Linked DNA regions of Oncorhynchus mykiss: region 2 is linked to region 1. The links are chromatin contacts, called in public Hi-C maps. All regions are on one chromosome and are shown on one strand. The core of a region is the stretch at or near the end of the contact, and the rest is flanking DNA. Distances in the headings are between cores, read along the strand shown. Region 1 holds the start of LOC110532058 (mRNA export factor). Region 2 holds the start of LOC110532066 (mRNA-decapping enzyme 1A).

Region 1 (3,433 bases), core at 700-3,199:
GTTGGGCGAACGGGTGTCCCAGAACTACAAGAGCAAATCAAACACAGGTGAGCAAACCATTATAGTGAGTAAGATAATGACATTATTATCCTCACAGGGACATTTTGTTTGTGGCACTGTGTACTTTAAAACATATCATCAAGCATACAATGGGCATAAATACAAAAACAGACAAATATAATGAGAATAGAAAAAGTGCAATTCATGGGTGTTTCATAATGATTTAACTGTACACAATATACACATCAGTACAACGTCAACATCAATGTCAACTGTAGGCCAGACCGTCATTCAGTAGCCTTACTGTCACTGGGATAAAGGACTGTTTGGCTCTATTTATTTTATGCCCTGTATCACTACATAATAACTATGATATAAAACAGATAGTCATTTTGGAACAAGGATTGTTTCCAATCACAATACATTTTCTTACCTTCAGAGTTTTGTCCCAGCTGCCTGTCATGATGCAGTTGTAGTTGGGGGCTTTGATCCAGTGGACTGTTCTGATAGGAGCATCATGCTAAGAGGAAACACAAATCAATACCATTTCTAATCGGATCTAGGTTCAACATACCTTTTCATAATGTTTTCATGGGAAGCAATTCCCCTCAGTTGTACAAAGATGCGATGAAACTACCAATTGAAAAATAACACTTAAAACAGTGTTCATAGCCTGAAATATTTACCTGTGCGATCTGTATTGCCTGGTTGCTGTTGAGATCCCACATTTTGGCAGTCTTATCACAAGATGCAGTGAAAACCTTGCTTCCATCCTGAGAGAGCAAGGGAACGAATAAGTAAAGCTTAATTCAAAGACCTTATATGGTTCGTAAAGATATGTGATGTGATATGTGAGGGGGGCCTACTTCGCTCCAACAGACATCAAGGACTGGACCTGTGTGCATTTGCTGGGCTTTGGGGACTGTCTGCCCATTGTCCTGTACCTCCCAACACCTCACCTGGAAAAATGTAAGAAAACAGTCACGTTTTACGAAGTGAATGGTTTTAGACTCATAACAAAAAGGCATAAGTCTGAAGTGAACACTTCAAGTGGAACTTAATGACTTGACTCACATCATTGGCCCAGGACCCCCCTATCAAGAAGTTCCCTGGCATGGCAGGGGGACTAAACGCCAAGCAACTGATGCTGTCATCTGGGGGTGAGGTTACTTCCACATCCTATATGAGATCACACATCATTCAAATTTATTTATACCCCTCAGAACAATTTCTAATAGTCAAATAGATTGATCATTAAGCAGGTTACTGAAAGGGAATGCTATTTTTTTTTAGCTAGTTACCTTCATTGGGTTGTGTGTGTCCGTGGTTGCCGCTCCGAATCCCCCTGCGCCAAACCCAGTGCTGGTCCCAAACAAGCTCATGACGTCGGATTGTCTTGAGCCAACACGCGGTTACTAATATGAAATGGTACATATTAGTAACCGGTACAATAAACAGCATTACAATAATGTGAAGTTATTCGATCAACATTTACATGCATTAGTGATAGTATACATAAATTATAATAATGAGAGGACAGTTAGCTATTGGACTTCAGTGGCTAGCTAAATGAATGGAGGTTGCTCACAAACCATCATGTTGTTCACCTAGCTAGCAATACATCTGCACCCAAGCCTCATATCAAGCGCCACTGTGATACTAAACAGCTTACTTTTATCGCAGGGAAATGCAGTAGTTTCAAATGTGTACATATCGAGTTTGTTTACCTTTTTTTTACGTTGAAAATAAGCTTGGTTAAAGAAGAAAACGCAGCGCGTTGAGCGGAATAGGAAGTGCATTCACTGCACATGCGTCGGCAATTTAGGTTGCGTTCCAGGTAGTCTTCATTGCAGTCGCGCTGTTCAGACAATCACACCTCACAATGAAAAAACTGTTAACATGTAAAACGTATTTTGATCTAAATCCTATGATTACCTAGAATTAATTTGTTCTAATTCCACCCGTTTTCATATAAAAACAAGTTTCGCTCCCTTTCAATGATAAGTTGCATTATAAACATTTATCTGGGTGTTACCTAGTCAAGAAAATCCATAAGGCAACCCACAACATACGGTCTTTAAAAAAAAGTGATGGGAGAATGTTAAATATCAGGTTGAAAACAATTTGAAAGAGACTTTAAATATGCTTTCTGAACAAATCCGGAGTATATTTGATACTATGTGAATACCTTGTAAGATTCTTGTTTGCTATTTGAAAGCAACAATCTTCTTAATACTAGGTGACCAGGCAGAATAATGTTTTTCCTAAGTGTCGAGGATCGGAAGTCAAAGTTAAAATCTTGTAATTGCCATAAAAGCGCGCACACGCACGCACACGCACACAATAAATAGATGTCATTGTCGTTTGTCCCACATATTCTGTAGTCTCAGTTTGAAAGTAATTAATGTACTCTTACTGGAGGACACCCAGCTACTTCCACCCACTGACAGTCTGCTATGATAGTATACAGATCTCAGATAAGCCCGTAAAAGCAGTAGAGGAGGGTATACAAGTTGAAAAACCGACTCTCCATAACCCTTTCACAATATCCTGCTGAAACTCTACTGCCTTGAAGCAAGCACAGTTCATGCAGCTGTGGTGGATGCGTAACCAGGCCCATACAGTATGGCTCGGCAGTGCAAAAGGGTACATACATGATACTGAAACCTAGCTCTTGGAATGCATCTTTAAAATGTTTGTTTACACACCCACTATGCTTCAACCAAAGGAAAGCCAATATCAATTACTTTGTCATAACAGCTTTGTCTTTATGATCCGATATGTGGGCTACATACGATTGAAGAAATGTGGGAAGAAGACACACTTGGAGGGAATAGAGAAGCTCTGAAAGAATCTGCCCACAGCTGAGAAAAGAGAAAACTGGGGGTTTGCCTGTGAAACCTTATGCATCTGCGCACTGCTCCTTATGACCTGCAAGACCTTTGAGCCTCAGAGCTTGTAGCGTTTCTCTCTCACATAATGCAGCGACAACAACAAACCCTCTCGGACTCCAAACAAAAGTCCAGTTATCAAGAGGATCCAAAGCTCCGGCGGGTCAGAGAGGGAGAAGCCAGGGTGTGGTTGGCCTTAGTTGGCTTTGGCACGGAGCTGTGCCCTCTTGCCCGTGACTGCCTGGAAGCCAGTCTTGATGCTGGCCACGGAGCAGCGTGAGTGGCAGGTCTCACACTGGAGGAAGTAGAGACGGGTGTCCTTTTGTAGGATGGTGTCAGGGGAGCGACACGTGTGACATGTCACATATTCCTCTGCAAGTCAAACACAAAGCCAAGATGAGGCACGCAAATATGTCTATAGTAGCTACAAGTGAAGGATAACTAAATTATATGCCTCTACAACTATTCTTTACATATTTTGCTCTAGGTCACCAGTATACCAATGTAAAATGGAATCCTGTATATTCCCACGTACTAATATA
Region 2 (3,433 bases), core at 510-3,009, 130 kb before region 1:
GTCAACATGTTTTTTCTACTTACACAAACATCGCCACATCATATTTAGCTTATGTTGATTGGACTAAATTGTTTTTGGTATCTTTTAGTTGGCACTGTATTAGACGAGGTATAGGTGATTTGATGTTGAAATGTTAAAGTTGAAATGGTTCAGGAAGAGTGGAGGGAGCTCCTGTTTTCTTTGCAACCTGCGGTAAGGTCTCCGTGGTTCTAAATCAATAGTTCTTTAGGGGTGGGAAAATATTGGAAATATTAATTTGCTTGGCCATTCTGTAGGTCATGTAATTGTTTGTTACATGAAATATGCTTTGTGGACTTCACCTTACAGATGTTGCTCTCTGCTTTTGTGATGAAACAAAGGAATTTATTCTGCCACTTTGTCTTACTGTCTTGGCCTTAGGCCTATTTTTATCATGGTTGCAAGGCATATGAACTAACTGTATTTATAGAGCAAACAAGGCAATTATCACAACACAGGTTGTAATGTAGCTTTTTTTTCTGGCTTCCCCAGTGATTTTTACCCACACACTGCTACTGGTCTACGGTATAAAATGTATATCCTATAAAAAAGAATGTCGCTCATGTGTTATTATACCTACACATTAAACATATATTGTCAGTCAGTTGTTTTTTCAAATTTTGCCATTGATTAGGCTAATAGCATGAGGTCGTTAGGCAACATAAATTGTGTAACTCTATCCCCATGATTTACCCCGGTGTCGTCGAACCCTGACCGTGACCGTAATATCATCTCCCTCTGTTTTGGGACCACATGACACAGTTTAGGGCCCACATTCTGTAACGAACCGAAAGGAAATGAACCCTCTGTGTGTTGGACGGTTACTGGTTATTGGATTAGCCTAGGTCTACCTGTCTGCAGCTGGACTACTGTTTCACAGCGATAATCCCTTAATTATAATACTTTGTTCCCCAGTGAATTGAAGCAAAGGATGTTGTTGACCTAACTAGCCTAAGGCTACTTCAGAAAATAACTAATGACTTTCAATATCCAATTTGATCTTTTGGCTTATAGCATAGGCCTACGGGTTTAAGACTGAGTTGGAGGCCCGTCATTCACTTAAAACTAATAACGGTAGGTTTATTGACAGAACAGGTATCTCTTTTACTATTCCAAACCCCACATTGAGGTGCTTATTTCAAAAACATGTCTTCCCCCCTATGCTAAAATATGCTTTAAATTTGAGGGTCACCAGTAGCTCCAAATTGTCTATTATAAAGGTGTTGCCACATGGGTTATCGGTGTCATCGAAATATATTGCATCAGTGCCGCCTTGTGGTAAATCGTGCAGTCTACATAGTATTTGGCCTTAAGGAAAAAATATAATATTTTGCCCAGTCCGAAATTAATTCTTAGACCCTAACACTTCCTGGGACTAAAATAAATTGATGAATTGGTTGGTGTGGTCATTATTTTCCACTGACAGGTGGCTATGTTGATCAAAAAAAATATTGTTTGGGTTTTTAGAGATCTGGGTTATGATACTCCAGAGCTATGGGTTTGACGTTTTGTCATCCTCAAGTTATATAGTCTACTTGGATAGACAGGCCCATAGCAAAATAGCACCTCTCGCATGAGCGTGAGTGAGCAATCATTTTTAGGCACTTGCGAAATGAGATTCAACACTGACTGGACTGATCTACAAATCACCATGAGTCATTCATAAATTATCAATAGCATTTGTATATCAGTCAATCACACAATTTACACATGATACGCTACGGTTTTTAATTTTGACGCTCTCGAACACGACCAATCACTCCAACTCATTGCGGAACTAAAAGTGGGGCAGAACTATAAGGCATTGTGACCATGTCTTCCAAGGACAGTGGACATTGAGTGTTCATAGAAATTATTCCGTGTGGTAAGCATTGTATTCAAGATGGAGACCGCCAGTAAAATGAGCCTTGCAGCTCTACAACAACAAGATCCGTATATCAACAAACTTCTCGATGTTACCGGACAGGTAGCACTGTACACATTTAATTCCAAAGCAAATGAATGGGTAAGCTCGCCAAAGGAGTCGCTTGTTTCTTTCTGTTAACTAAAAGGTAGCTAGCTAGCGTTGCATAGCTAGATAAGTAACTATCAGCTACGTACAGTAGCTAGCTAGCAAGCGAGCTATCTACCTAGTCCAATATGTACTCTTAAGGAGCCTACCGTTAGTTACCCTAAGGTTCAAGGACCGTAAGTTTTTGTCAGAAGAGCAAAATACTCTTATCTAAACGTGAATCGATTCTCAATTGCGATACGGTTCTAGAAACATAAAGGCCATTTAATGTTACTTTCATATCACATCAAAATAATTTCACATGCTAAATATACACTTACTGTACACTTTTTTTAAACGGTTTTTATCACAGTTTCAACTGACAGTATTTTTCAGTGACCACCTTTCTGGCGGGGTAGGCCAGTTGAGAACAAGTTCTCATTTACAACTGCGACCTGGCCAAGATAAAGCAAAGCAGTGTGACAAAAACAACAACACAGAGTTCCACATAAACAAACGTACAGTCGATAATGCAATAGAAAATTATATGTACAGTGTTTGCAAATGTAGAAGAGTAGGGAGGTAAGGCAATAAATAGGACAGAGGCGAAATAATTAAAATGTAGTATTGACACTGGAGTGATGATGTGCAAGTCGAAATACTGGGGTGCAAGAGGGTAAATAATTACACACAGGTATTCGTAGCATGATAGCTAATTAGCACTGTCTTCTGTTTGTAAACACGCACTGTGATATGACCGTGTGGGAACCCTAACCCTATAGTATCAATTTAACCTTTTGTTTTTTGCCAATTATTTCTCACTGGTATGAAAGATAAGGTCCTTATGCTTCCAAAACCGTGCCGCTAGCGATGCGTGTTAATCTTCAGACTGACTGTCAGGGCTCTTAACAAAACTCCCCCACACAGAACAAGATGCCTTCGTCCTATGACTCTTAGCGTTATGCTAAAGGGCTAACTATCTACTCTACTTAATTTATCACAGAGACCTTAAAAATAGTATTTTCATTAGCAATCTAGCTAACTAAATACAGTACCAGTCAGTTTGGACCCACCTACTCATTCCAGGGTTTTTCTTTATTTTTACTATTTTCTACATTGTAGAATAATAGTGAAGACTTCAACTATGAAATAACAAATGGAATCATGTATTAACAAAAAAGTGTTAAACAAATCAGAATATATTTTATATTTGAAAATGATTGATTACAGCTTTGCACAATCTTGGCATTCTCTCAACCAGCTTCATGATGTAGTCACCTGGAATGCATTTAAATTATGTCAAGAACAGCTCAAATAAGCAAAGGGAAACGACAGTCCATCATTACTTTAAGACCTGAAAGTCAGTCAATTCGGAAAATGTCAAAAACTTTGAAAGTTTCTTCAAGTGCAGTCGCAAATACCATC

What was found. Hi-C and Micro-C count contacts between places; a contact is called where the count stands out from the background.
Region 2: a Hi-C map of liver shows a contact between it and region 1, with 2.0 times the contacts expected there. The contact joins the promoter of LOC110532066 here to the promoter of LOC110532058 in region 1. A contact is called at or near these places in 2 of 3 Hi-C or Micro-C datasets (blood and liver).

Annotation. Positions count from the first base shown.
Region 1 is chr9:40,084,527-40,087,959 of USDA_OmykA_1.1, reverse strand. LOC110532058 (mRNA export factor) reads right to left here and starts at 1,949. Exons shown (of 13, transcript XM_036987969.1): 1 at 1,731-1,949; 2 at 1,302-1,417; 3 at 1,075-1,179; 4 at 867-959; 5 at 687-773; 6 at 434-520; 7 at 1-24. The coding sequence starts at 1,382. It overlaps LOC110532060 (eukaryotic translation initiation factor 2 subunit 2), which reads right to left. Exons shown (of 9, transcript XM_021615663.2): 8 at 3,427-3,433; 9 at 2,142-3,263. The coding sequence ends at 3,088.
Region 2 is chr9:40,217,718-40,221,150 of USDA_OmykA_1.1, reverse strand. It overlaps LOC110532066 (mRNA-decapping enzyme 1A), which reads left to right and starts at 1,759. Exons shown (of 9, transcript XM_021615675.2): 1 at 1,759-2,023. The coding sequence starts at 1,901.